Regions from separate parts of the Xenopus laevis genome. Here region 1 is linked to region 2. Evidence: chromatin contacts called from public Hi-C data. All regions are on one chromosome and are shown on one strand. Each heading gives the region's core, a stretch centred on a gene start, on an enhancer-like site or on the middle of the called end of the contact. The rest is flanking DNA. Distances are from core to core; before and after follow the strand shown. Region 1 holds the start of bahcc1.S (BAH and coiled-coil domain-containing protein 1). Region 2 has its middle 72 kb from the start of slc38a10.S.

Evidence for each region. A called contact is a pair of places that touch in the nucleus more often than the background predicts.
Region 1: a contact with region 2 is called in a Hi-C map of the XTC cell line, with 5 times the contacts expected there. The contact joins the promoter of bahcc1.S here to the enhancer-like site in region 2. A contact is called at or near these places in 2 of 4 Hi-C or Micro-C datasets (the XL177 cell line and the XTC cell line).

Annotation. Positions count from the first base shown.
Region 1 is chr9_10S:23,517,898-23,524,349 of Xenopus_laevis_v10.1, reverse strand. bahcc1.S (BAH and coiled-coil domain-containing protein 1) reads right to left here and starts at 2,222. Exons shown (of 28, transcript XM_018238333.2): 1 at 532-2,222.
Region 2 is chr9_10S:23,366,733-23,373,657 of Xenopus_laevis_v10.1, reverse strand. No RefSeq gene overlaps it. Among protein-coding and RNA genes, the nearest start is that of slc38a10.S, 72 kb to the right of the region's middle. Within about 2 kb of position 3,942, at least 7 of the 7 cell types and tissues checked have an H3K27ac peak or open chromatin away from gene starts, as enhancers often do.

The DNA of each region.
Region 1 (6,452 bases), core at 973-3,472, 150 kb before region 2:
CAAATGTATCATATATTCTATACACGAATGACAATGAAAAAAAAAACAAAAAAAAAAAAAACAGTTACTATTGCTAATATTACTATTTCTACTATGGATACTGAAAAATATAGTTTATAATAAACCAATAATTAAAATCTCTAAAAACCTACAATATCTTATTTCTAACGGAACACTTTATTTAAAGGTGATTGATCTGTTTCTAACTGAATTAAAGTTATTTCCTTTAAGCCCTTTCATATATAGAAAAACGTGTTAAATTAAATGTCCATTCCAGAAATGTTCCAATGTGTTTTCCAATATTCCTAATTAGCTGCAGGGATTCGAACCGAAAAAGTGTTGCTTTTTACCCATATAGCTGAAGATAGGGGCCATTTCTAAAGTAATATTACTATTTATCTAATATAATCGAATATAAGTGGAGTGTATTTAATTTTTTTTTTTTGGGTATAAGATTGAAGAACGATGTATAACCGATAAGTAAAAAAAAAAAAAAATAAGAAAAATGCAAACAATTTAGAGCAAACCTACCTAGGAGTGATGTCCTGGCTCATTTCTATGCAATCCCAGGGAGAATGGAGCTCAGGCAGCACAGAGCATAGAGTAGGGTGGAGAAATAATTTCCTGTTCTAGCAGATCCCTCACTTGGTGCTTTTATTGCTCTTGGGAAAGGGGAAGTTACTTGATTGCTGGCTCCTATTTGGACTGCGCGGTCCCTGTACAGATCCTTTGTGCTAGCTTCTCACTTATCGATATTATTATGGTGATTCTAATAAATAGGATTATGGGCTCCAGCTCTTGGATCCCTAGCTGCCTGGAGCAAATCCATTGAATTAAAGGCCAGGCTGCTGGTAGCTGGATAATCACAAATTTATGGCTGTGTGACGTCTCTCTTCTCCCACAATGGAGTTCCAGTGACATTAAACAGAAAATTGATGAGAGAGAAACGAAATGTAATCTCTTCTGCCCTAACCAGATATTTAAATGATGTTTCTCCCCTTCCAAATTTAACCCCAGCGGTGCCAAGCCCTTGACTCTCCCATCCGCCGGTCTGGCAGGAGTTAAAGCGGGTCCTATTGTTTCTTGCTGCACCATTGCCCTTCCCCCTCCCCCAGGCGGAATGCGCGTCCCTAACAAATACACAAATGGGGCTTTTAGGCGAAACAGAATTTTTATTCCTTTCAGCACTTACCTTTATTACATATATTTCCCAGGGAAGGAAAAAGGAGCCCGCCCACCACAGATTGGGATCCCCCTCACCCCACCCTCCCCAACATGCCGGATCCCAGCAGGATCTCCCGGGCATTCACGCTCTGGGGCTGGGGAGAGCACCCATTCCTGGGAAGAAGCATTTAGAACTAAGGCCCTGCAGGAACTCCGCAGCCCCAAGCAGCACTCAGTCCTCGCCAATTTCCTCTGGGCAGCACATCCGCAGTGCATCTTGTGCAATCCGTCACCCTCTCCCTCAAAGTCCGATGCTCGGCGAACAAGCAGATACGTCTCTTAAAGGAGCCGCGTGCAATTCCGCTCCCGGGGCTGCCATTGTCCTCCATGCCTGCCAGGCACCGCCCCAGGTATTGACGTGTTAGGTACCGCCCTCTGACTGCCTGAGCTGTGCGAGGAGCTGTATAAGTGCCACGTATAGAGACTTACACGGCGCTTTTTAATCCAGTCAGCGCAGAAGCCCAGTTGTATTTAAGTACAATCGCTGCACTTCATACTCATGGACTACTAGGATTTGGCCTTTCCATCCGCAAAAACATTTGCACGGCATTCCAAGGGAACTTTCTAGCGAAGATAATCGAATTTAGATTGCAGTCCCTTGTCATTATACGATGCCCTGTTTTTGTGCTGCAATTTAATCCCTTTTAATTGCCCGATTTGGGGAATTTCTATCATATCCCATTTCTGGAATTCTAGGAGAGAACAGGAAAATGTGGCCACAAGCCCAATACTGCCTGGAAACAATTTTTGCAACCCACATTTTTAGCCATATGACTTGCTAACCACCATTAAACGGGAAGTGATGTTGCTTGCTGCACACTGTGGTGGTCACATGAGGGTGCTTGCTGGTGGTTGCACCACTGTTTGCTGGGTGGATGGCATTGATTTATCAGGTCTATGGGTGAAAAACAAACATGGCAGCTCACACTCAAGTTAATGATAATATACTCAAAATACATATGCCTGTCAAAATTCTACTATGTGCAGAACAAAGCCATCTTTAGCAATCCATTTATAGAAAAAGTATTAATGTTATATAGTACGGTTACATAGTAACTTAGGTTGAAAAAATACACATTCATCAAGTTCAACCTTTTTAGACTATATATGACCTGCCTAACTGCTAGTTGATCCAGAGAAAGGCAAAAAAAAAAAACTAATTTGAAGCCACTTGAGTCAGAGGGGGAAAAAAATATTTTCTGACTCCAAGACAGCAATTGGAACTAGTCAATGCATCAACCTGCACTATGTTCTATCTTCCATAACCCTGTATTCCCTCCTTTGCTAAAAAGCCACCTAACCCCTTCTTAAAGCTATCTAATGTACCAGCCTGTACTATTGCTTCAGGGAGAGAATTCCATATCTTCATAGTTCTAACTGTAAAAAAACCCTTGCGAATATTTAGCCTGGAACCTCTTTTCTTTTAATTGGAATGGGTGACAGTTGGAAAGATTTACTGGTAAATAAAGCATTAGAGATACTTTTTATCCCCTTATATAAAGTCATATGAAAAAGTTTGGGAACCCCTCTCAGTCTGCATAATAATTTACTCCACTTTCAACAAAAAAAGATAACAGTGGTATGTCTTTCATTTCCCAGGAACATCTGAGTACTGGGGTGTTTTCTGAACAAAGATTTTTAGTAAAGCAGTATTCAGTTGTATGAAAAACTGGCTCTGCAAAAATTTGGGTACCCTTGTAATTTTGATAATTTGAATGCATGTAACTGCTCAATACTCTGCTTGTTAAGACTTGAATTTCATAGGCAGGTGTGTCCAATCATGAGAAAAGGTATTTAAGGTGGCCAATTGCAAGTTTTGCTTCTGTTTAACACTCCTCTGAAGAGTGACAACATGGGATTCTCAAAGAAACACTCAAAACATCTGAAAACAAAGATTGTTCAGTATCATGGTTTAGGGGAAGGCTACAAAAAGCTATCTCTGAGGTTTAAACTGTCAGTTTCAACTGTAAGGAATGTAATCAGGAAATGGAAAGCCACAGGCACAGTTGGGTCTGGCTGGTCAGGAAAAATACAGGAGCGGCATAGGCAGAGGATTGTGAGACAACCCAAAGATCACCTCCAAAGACCTGCAAGAACATTTTGCTGGAGATGGTGTATCTGTACATCATTCTACAATTCAGCGCAATTTGCACAAAGAACATCTGTATGGCAGGGTGATGAGAATAAGCCCTTTCTGCCCTCACGCCACAAACAGAGTTGCTTGTACGCAAAAGCCACAATCATTTTGTAACAAAGTGCCTGCTACCTACTGTCAAATTTGATGGAGGTTCCATCATGCTGTGGGGCTGTGTAGCTAGTTCAGGGACTGGGGTCCTTGTTAAAGTCGAGAGTCGGATGAATTCAACCCAATATGAACAAATCGTTCAAGATAATGTTCAAGTATCAGTCACAAAGTTGAAGTTACGCAGGGGTTGGATATTACAACAAAACAATGAACCTAAACACACTTCAAAACCTACAAAGGCATTTATGCAGAGGGAGTAGTACAATATTCTGAAATGGCCGTCACAGTCCCCCTGTCATGTTCAGCACCCTAAATCCAGAACCAGTGCAAGGCTCCCTGGTCTCGGCTCTTGCTTCTGCTTTTAACAGCCACCTTTCAATTCGGGAGGAGCCCTCAGCTAATTGGATGCCGCCGGGTCTTAATAAGAGAGGAACCAAGCAAAGGGTTCTGGATGAGCAAAGGGGCACAATCGTTTTACCAAGGATATTGGATGGAAAGCGTAGTCAGGCAGTCGGGGCTAGCACAAGCAGAGCGCGCCATAGGAAAGCCGGCACTGGAAGGAGACGGAACCATGCAGCAGGTGTCCACGCCGGCCACTAGACCACCAGGTTAAACAGTCCTCGCGGACCTTACATTACACCCCCCTCGAGGAGGGGCCACCGGGCCCTTTACCAACCCTGGAGTAGGACATGATTGCTTGTGGACCTGTACAGCAGATTTTAACATGGAAACATGAAACAGGTTAGATAACTTAAACATGTCAGGCAGCTTGAGACAGACAGAGGTAGGGTTAACAATCTCCGCAACAGGATATGGACCAATAAACCTGGGCCCCTGCTTAAGAAATGGAATTTTAAGCTTGATATTCACTGTGGATAACCAAACCAAGTCCCCAACCTGATATTTGGATACCTCCCTACGAGACTTTCCTCAGAAATTCCCCACAGCCCCAGAATCCACCAAGGCAGAGATTTTAACAGAACCCCCAGGCCAGGAAAAAACGGCAGGTACCAAATTTTTTGAGGCGCATTGGGGAGAGGAAACCTCACAGCACAAATGGCACTCCCTGTTTCTATTTAGCTTTTGAGGCTTTCCCAGCCTCTTAGGACAATTTATCCCCGCAATATATAAACAAACGCTGGGGTCACCTTTGAGTCCTCTCCTCAGGGGACAACCGAGTAACACCCAATTGCATTGCTTTACCCTGAGGAATAGGCAATGAGGGAGTTGGTAATTCATCAGTATAACATACTTTTGGGAAATATGTACCCCCTTCAGCACGCCCTTTCCCTTTGCCTCCTATTAATTTTGATGTCTAACTTCATAAGGTCATTCAAAATGGATAGAGTAGGGTAATTAACCAGGCTGTCTTTGAAAGAGTCAGAAAGCCCCACCCGGAATGCCATGAAGAGCTGTATCATTCCACCCCGTCTCAACTGACCAGCATTCCATACAGTACTCCTCAATTACTCTTAGTTATCACAATCCGGGTCATCGTATAACATGGTCACGGTGGTAAAAAATACCTCTAGGGAAAGACAGGCAGGGTCAGAGGGGGGTAATCTTAGTGCCCACACTTGTGGATCACATTGTAGTAAGGTCATAACAAACCTTACTTCATCCTCACCAGTAGGGAAATTGTGAGGGAAAAATCTGAGGTACAACTTACATGCCTCTTGAAAAACAAAAAAATTACTCCTATCCCCACTAAACTTATCAGAGAAGGACTAACTCTATTTCCCAGGGTAGATGAAAGGGAGTATCCCTCAGGAACCACAGCAGAGGCATGCTGAACTGCATCTAGCCTGTTGGAGAGGGAATGCAGAGCTTGGATAATGTAGTCCGGTTTCCCCTCTTGTTCCTCTAAGTGCTGGAAGAGGGTAGAGAAAAGCAGCTCAGAGGTTTGGAATAGCAGGACCTTCTTCTGTTTTCTTCCGTCTAATGGGCCCGGCCCGTTGTACTGTCACGTTCGGCACCCTAAATCCAGAACCAGTGCTAGGCTCCCTGGTCTCGGCTCTTGCTTCTGCCTTCAAAGGTTGCATTTCACTTTGGGAGGAGCCTTCAGCTAATTGGATGCCACCAGGCCTTAATAAGAGAGGAGCCAAGCAAAGGGTTCTGGACGAGCATGATCATTTTACCAAGGATATTGGACGGAAAGTGTAGTCAGGCAGACCAGGCTAGTACAAGCAGAGTTCAAGAATAGACAGACAGGCCAGGTTGGTACGGCAGCATTAACAGGATAATCAGACAGGCAAGGATCAGGATTGGAGATTGTAGAATATTAAGGCAGGCAATGGTCAGGCTTGGAGATATCAGAATAGTCAAACAGGCAGGTGATGGCCAATACCAGAAAACAAAGCAGAATACACAAGGAATAGCACCCAATAACTAAATGAATTAGACCTAACAATGGGCAACTTCTTCAATTCAGAAATCCCCTTTAATACCTTTAAATTTAGCGCCAATGTGCGATGACGTCATCACACTGGCGCATAAAACCAGGAACTCCGCACCGCGCGTGCCATAGGAGAGCCGGCTCTGAAAGAAGACGGAACCAGGGTAAGCAGTCTTTGTGGACCTTACACCCCCTGCTTGAATATCATTGAAAATCTATGGGATTTAAAGCAGGCTCTCCATGCTCGGCAGCCATCAAATTTAACTGAGCTGAAGAGACTTTGTATGGACGAATGGTCAGAAATACCATCATCCAGAATCCAGACACTCATCAAAGGCTATAGGAGGCATCTAGAGTCTGAAGACATAAGCTCAAGACATAATTTGCCCTTGATGCTGCTGACTGGCATTGCCTGCTACAGCCAAGTTTATTATCTACAAGGACTCCAAGGTCCTTTTCCATTATGGATTTGCCTAGTTCAGTCTTATTTAGGGTATACGTAGCTTGGATATTTTTTCATTCCAGGTGCATGACTTTACATTTATCAAAATTGAGGGGCACATTTATTAAGGTTCAAATGGTAAATTC
Region 2 (6,925 bases), core at 2,693-5,192:
TCACCAGCTGCTAGGGTTGCCACCTTTTCTGGAAAAAAAATACCGGCCTTCCTATATTCTTGGCATTTATTCCTATTAATAACATTGGCATCAAGCATCATTTTTACCGGCCAGCATCTCTACCAGCTGCATTATTTGAGTAAAGTTGCTCCAGACTGGTAGGCTGCCTGTATCACTGTAATTTAAAGGTATAGTGCCCTGCCAATAAATCTATTAACCTTTCCTATGTGTATTGCGGATCAGAGAAGTTTCCAGGGAGGGGTAATTCAGTTCAGCCTGTCCTGACCCTGGGTGGAGGCAAGCTATTTTATGAATAGTGTGGAGTTGATCTAGCCAATGGCTTACTTTCCAGCTGTGCTGTTCTACAGGGGGAGGCACATTTAGGGTTTTAGAATTGTAAACTCTCTTTTCTATAAGGTTGACCCTGACCCTGGGTGGAGGCAAGCTATTTTATGAATAGTGTGGAGTTGATCTAGCCAATGGCTTACTTTCCAGCTGTGCTGTTCTACAGGGGGAGGCACATTTAGGGTTTTAGAATTGTAAACTCTCTTTTCTATAAGGTTTAAAAGAGTTAAAAACAGGAGGAGCAAGCAAACACAAAGATATTGTTATATATAGGTCTGTTGAACAACCCCTATGGCAATCCAGGTTTGGAGGATGTATAGGAAGGAGGTGTATAGATTGAGAAAAGTATTAAAACAGAGGATTCTCTAATATCAGTGAAGGCAAGTGCTTGTAAACATGTGTAGCCCTCTTCTGCTACTGCAGAAGATCTAGCCCCATAATCTTGCATGTGGAGCTACAGGGATCCGTTGCCTCTGCTATAAGGGAAAGCAGGTGCTATACACCTCCTTCAAACCTGGATTGCCATAGGGGGTGTTCAACAGAGCTATATATAACAATATCTTCATGTGTTTGCTTGCTCCTCCTGTTTTTTAACTCTTTAAAACCTTATAAAAAAAGAGAGTTAAAATTCTAAAACCCTAAATGTGCCTCCCGATATAGAAAAACACAGCTGGAGAGTAAGCCATTGGATAGATCAACCCAATACTATCCAGTAAAAAGTGAAACTTGCATTGCAATTGGTTCAGGCATAGAAACCAGGAATGCAGAGCAGTGAAGCAAAACAAATCTCAATTTCAGCAGGCTTTGGTGCCTTTGATGACTCAGAATGTAGCAGCGTTCTTCCAGTGGCAAATAGTAATTATTTTGTTATTTTATAGTATAATTTATCATTATTTTTTTTGATGGGAACATAATCGTATCTTTTTTTAAATACTTTTTTATAGTGGTGTGCCTAAGCACATCTTATGGATTTTAGCTTTTGGCTGACTTTAACAGTAAAAAATGGCTTAGTATAAACTAAAAGAAAAGCTTGGTCTTTAGAACACACATCATCGATCGAATAGGAAAAGTTAAACAAACTTTGTTGTATTTAAATCTTGTGCTGACACACCGAACATACCAAATAGTGAGCAGTGCAATGTAAAGGTATAAGATTTGTTATACAGAAATCCATTATCCAGAATGTTCCAGAAGGCCATCTCATACAGACTCTATACTCCATTTTAATCAAATAATTGAACATTTTTCAAATGATTCCCTTTTCTCTATAATAATAAAACATTACCTTTATCCAAACCAAGATATAATTAATCCTTACTCTAGGCAAAACAATCCTATTGGGTTTATTTAAGGTTTAAATATTTTATAGTAACCTTTAAGTAGGTCCTGAGCATTCTGGATAAAAGAAGGTAGTTCTGAATGCAAGTGTGTGTATGGATTTCTGTAGGGAAGCGCGAATAGACACGAAAAGCCTAGTGCAGTAACCTCTATAAAAATAAAGTGCACATGATGCAACATACCTTTACAGAGTAAAGTGTAAAGTATAACTATTTGATTAAATGAAAATTTTCTTCAAACGTGCAGGCGAGTGGTGTCCTTTTAACGGCTAGATCACCTAAGTGTGTGTATGTGTTTCGGTGCTTATTATTGGAGTCTGCTCGATAGGCGGAGATGACCCAAATGTATCTGTTTTTATTGATTTAATGAATGTAGTGAATGACTGTAGACATGTCTGCAATGAGATTCAAAACAGGCCCTGGCACATCAATTACACAAAGGCTCAAACAGCCCCACATAGATTCAATATAACACAACAGTCTATGGCTTCTTAATGGATCTGGCATTTGCCACAGTATCCAGGTTGCCTGTCTGGACCTGACTGTTGGCTATTTTGTCAGAGAGGTGCCAACTGTCTCAAGCATATTACCTCTTTTTAATTGTCCAGAACATATAAAATGAATCTACATGTCCCTTCTCATTCTAGAATATAGCTATTTCATAAACTACATAATACATGCAAAACAGCCTATCTTTTGTGTTCAGATATGAAATGTTAGCCCTCAGTTTATAATTTCTACTGGATGTAAGTCTCCTGCTATATACGGCAATGCACTCACCTTTTATAAATAAATGATCGTTACTGGCTGCTATTATACTGTTTTGCTAATAATTATTTGCTAATAATAACTAACTATAGTATTGTATTAATACATTACTTACAGCCCATTTTGTAAAACCCATTAGGCGCAGCTCTTAGTATTTGTATTTATGAATTACGATCTAACAGGACACATGGTACTTTAAACAGCTGTACAGGTATCGGATCTGTTATTGAGAAAGCTCCAAATTATGGAATGGCTCCCATAGACTCCATTTTAATCAAATAATTACGTTTTTTTAAAGTTTTTTTTTTCTACTTTCTAATTGATCCCACCTAAAGTCTAATGAATTAATATTGGAGTCAAAACTATTTCACTGGATTCAAATAATGCTTAAATATTTTTTTTTAGCAGATGTAAGGTATGGAGATCCAAATTACAGAAAGACCTCTTTTTTTTTTTTTTTAGAAAGATCCAGAGCATTCTGAACAGTTGGTCCCTTACATGCAATACAATGTGGTACATAAAGCAACACAATGATAAAGCTACATACCAATTTCAGCAAACAGAGGTTATGGATGGAGCACATAAGATGCAATCTCTGCCGCAAATAATTATTTATTTATTATTTGATGCAATAAATATTTGCGGCAGAGACTGTGTCTTATGTGCTCCATCCATACCTCTGTTTACTGAAATTGTCTATGGGTCTTCTGGTGTGGCCTGACTGGAGAGTGAGCACGATACACAAGTGAAGGTGACTGAACGAATTTGCTGAAAGTTAAAGCAAATAAAGATTACTTGGGACTCTTTTATGCCTTCTTCTTACACATCCAAGTCCAACCTTATTCTCTCATTTTAAATAGAAAATAAGTATATACAAATGTTTTACCAATTTGCCCTATAACTGACACAAGTGCAGCAAGATGACAATAGAAATATGTGTACTATCCAGGCAGCCACACATATTCATTCAGCAGGAAGTAAACAGCAAGGCTGCACGTTTCGGACAGGCTCGGGTTAATAGGCAGTACCAGATGAAACAGGGGCGTTGCCAGGATTCTGTTTACCGAGTCTCTGTAGAACGGCTGTTCCATGCCCTTTCCCCCTCCCCGTCAGGCTAGATCAGCCAGTGCTTTCCCCCTCCCCGAGCAGGATCCAGAGCATCTCCCGAGCAGAAGAGGGCAATGTAGCAGCAGTAGTAGCGGCGGGCAGTCCGGTGAGCATTGTGCCTAGAGGAAGCAGGGATCGCCCCCACACCGCCCGCTCATGGTCTGACCTGCAGCATCTGCAACACATCAGCTTTCTATTTCCCGTCCTGTTTGCACGAAGCAAGCGCAGAAGTCAAAAGCCAGGCCCCCTGCCCCAGTGCCCGGTAAAGAGCAATTTCCAGGGATGTTGCTCAGCGGTTTTCGCAAAGGATAGAGAATCTCTACCCAGGAAATGGAAATGCCTTTGGGTTGCCAGGTCTATGGGGTTTCCCTCGGATTGGGGGAGGGACGCGCAAGGACCAATTTGCAAGAACAATAAGAGGTTCATCTGCTAGCGCAGGGAGGAGGGGGCAATCATGTTGGAATACCCATCCCCCCACCATGAATTCTTCAGTGCCAACTCTGGGATGAAAAAAGCTCTCAAGCTAATGGCTCTTAAAAGAACTGGAGCTCCCCAAAAACTTCTCATTGGGGGGGAGGGGGGCAGGGACAAGATACAGGTAGGTAACTAAGACAAGGAGGCCACTGTTTCTAATAAAGCTGTGATAGGTTTAAACACTGGCTAGACTTCAGGTAGGCGTGTGTTACTTATAAAAAAGAGCAGCATTGCGGCGGTTAAAGGGGATCTCCACCCCAAAAAAAAACGGTGTTTATTGCATAATGAAAGAAATTGTAATTCAAAGCAACATTCCAGTATCCATTAATTACAGATTTTCAATGGTTTATGTAATTGTAAGGGGAGTAGTCTTCAATATGTTTGTACTATAAAAAAATATATAGGATCATCATTCATCCCTGATTGCTTTCTGGATACAATACAGCAAATCCCTTTTCCTCGAGCTCTGTTCTTTAGCTGCTTTTGCAACAATGTTTGTGTCGGAACCAAAGCATAGACTATAAACAGGCTTTCAATACTGATTTACAACTGAAATTTGTAATGGTTGCATATTGGAAACTTGCTTAGAATTATTTTTCTCTTCATTATGCAAAACAAAAAAGGCTTTTGGATTGAGGAACCCTCCAAGGACAGCGTTTAGACAAATAGAAGACCATAACATACACTGAAATCTGCACTCCTTTTAAAACCACCTTTTTTCAGTAGGAAATGCAGCAGCTCTGTTGCATTGCCCGTACACACACATCTGAATTTGTGTGCAACATATGTGCCTCCAAATAGTACATTAAAGAAAACTTTTTTTTTTCTCTGATCCATTTTATTATTTTAAATGCCAAATTCATGTAGAGGATATTTCAAGACACTGAAATGTTTATTTTGTTAAGCAATCAGGAAATAAAATATCAGTCTTAGAACATGAATATATATTTTTAACCAGATACTTGTTCCTGGCTGAGCCAGAAATAATTTGTAAACAAAGACTAATTAGCTGCAGAAACACCCGTGTCCTGCTTCATTGCGATTGCTGGGTTTGCAACAGCTCTGTGTATGTAGCACGCATATATCTTCCCTCACCAGAGTAGTCATATATTTGTGGGTTGCAAAGCAAAATAAAGCAGGGTTGCTTAAAGTCTGTTTTGGGAAGTTCTTTTAAATATATATATATTTTAACTAAATTAATATTTTAATTGCACATTCCTAGGGTACTTAGAAATAGAAAGAAATACCCTGCCTAGACACTTTATTTTGATACATATAACATATTTTTTTTAATTTAATGCAACACCAATTGCTGCAATAATTTTGTTTTTTTTAAAAAAAGAGTGGGTTATATAGTAGTTGAAATAGAATAAACATTTAATTTGCCCTGTTCTCACAAGTAAACGCAAGCTTTGTTTGAAAACAGTGGTGAGATATAAATGTAGTCTTGTCTGTTAATAAATTACCATTATAAAGAGATTTAAATGTTAACATTATTGCATGCTCATGGCAGTATATATTAAACAGTTAAGAAATAAATAATCCACAGATCTCAAATTTTTCCACAATCCCAATGGGCAGATTTATCAACAGTTGAATTTCGAATTTGAAAAACGTCAATTCAAAAAGACCAACCAAAATGAAATCGAAATTTTTTTTGTCCGAATAGGTCTATTTTTGATCAAATTTGAATCGTATCAATCAAAGTAATAGTCCACCCTTTGACTCCAAATAGGTTTTTGGAGGTCCCCCATAGGCTAAAACAGCAATTGGGCATGTTTTAGATGGTGAATGGTCAGTCTAATTTTTAAAGAGACCGTATATGATAAATTTCAAAATTCAAATTTTTTTTTAAAATTTGAATTTAATTTGGACTATTCCCTAGTCGAAGTACACAAAAATTAGCTAGAAATTTGAACTTTTAAATTTGAATTTTCACTTCGACCTTTCATCTGCCCCCAAACATTTTCCTTTTTTAGTCTTTGTAGATAATTCTTTTTCACCCTTTGATAATTATTCATCTAATTAACATGCAAGTTAGCACTATACAATGCTTTTCTATAGGAATGTACATTCAGTCATACACAGTGGCCTATCCTTTGTGCTATGTACACAATAAAATTTAAAAACACAATATATAAATAAAACAATTATATATTTCTTGTATGATAACTGTTGTATTTTTTTTCTGCTATTCTGAGAAGTACATTTGCAAAGAATTGTGTTCAGCCTGGTTAAATTAACTAAAGGTATTTTATTATAAAAGGGTTGCCCTTTAACATTAAATATACGAAAAATTCATCCACACATGAATCGGTTATACCAATTTTTATTTTTTGTTATTATAAAAGGGTTGCCCTGTAACATTAAATAAAGAAAAATTAATCCAAATATCTTTAATATCTTTTTCTCCACAACTGATGTTTTTTTTGCATTCATCCAATATCTTATTAACCCAGTTAGGGCTTGGTATTTAACCATATCTTTTATGGAGGAAATTTGGTGAATCGAAAAATTTATAGATCCAATGCATCCCTCATAAATATATTGTTTGAGCACATATAAAATGTGTCACAGACACGATAGGAAGGCTAAGTGGCGTGCTTTATCTCAGGTTTATGAATTTTACTCTAGTAATATAAAATTTAAAAAAAAAATTATATGCAGAACAGGCAAAAGTGAAACTCATTCATCTGAATGTATGAATATTTAAGAAGGGTATTTATGGGAGAGGCACAGTGAGATTTTAAAAAGGATTTTTTTCAGTTCACAGAAATTCTGTGTCAAACCTCAATAAAAATACATTGTCACAAAAACAAATATTTGTTTGTCGTGTTATTTAACAATAAATAAAGGAAAGACATATTATGTATGTGTCAGCACAGACATGCGGG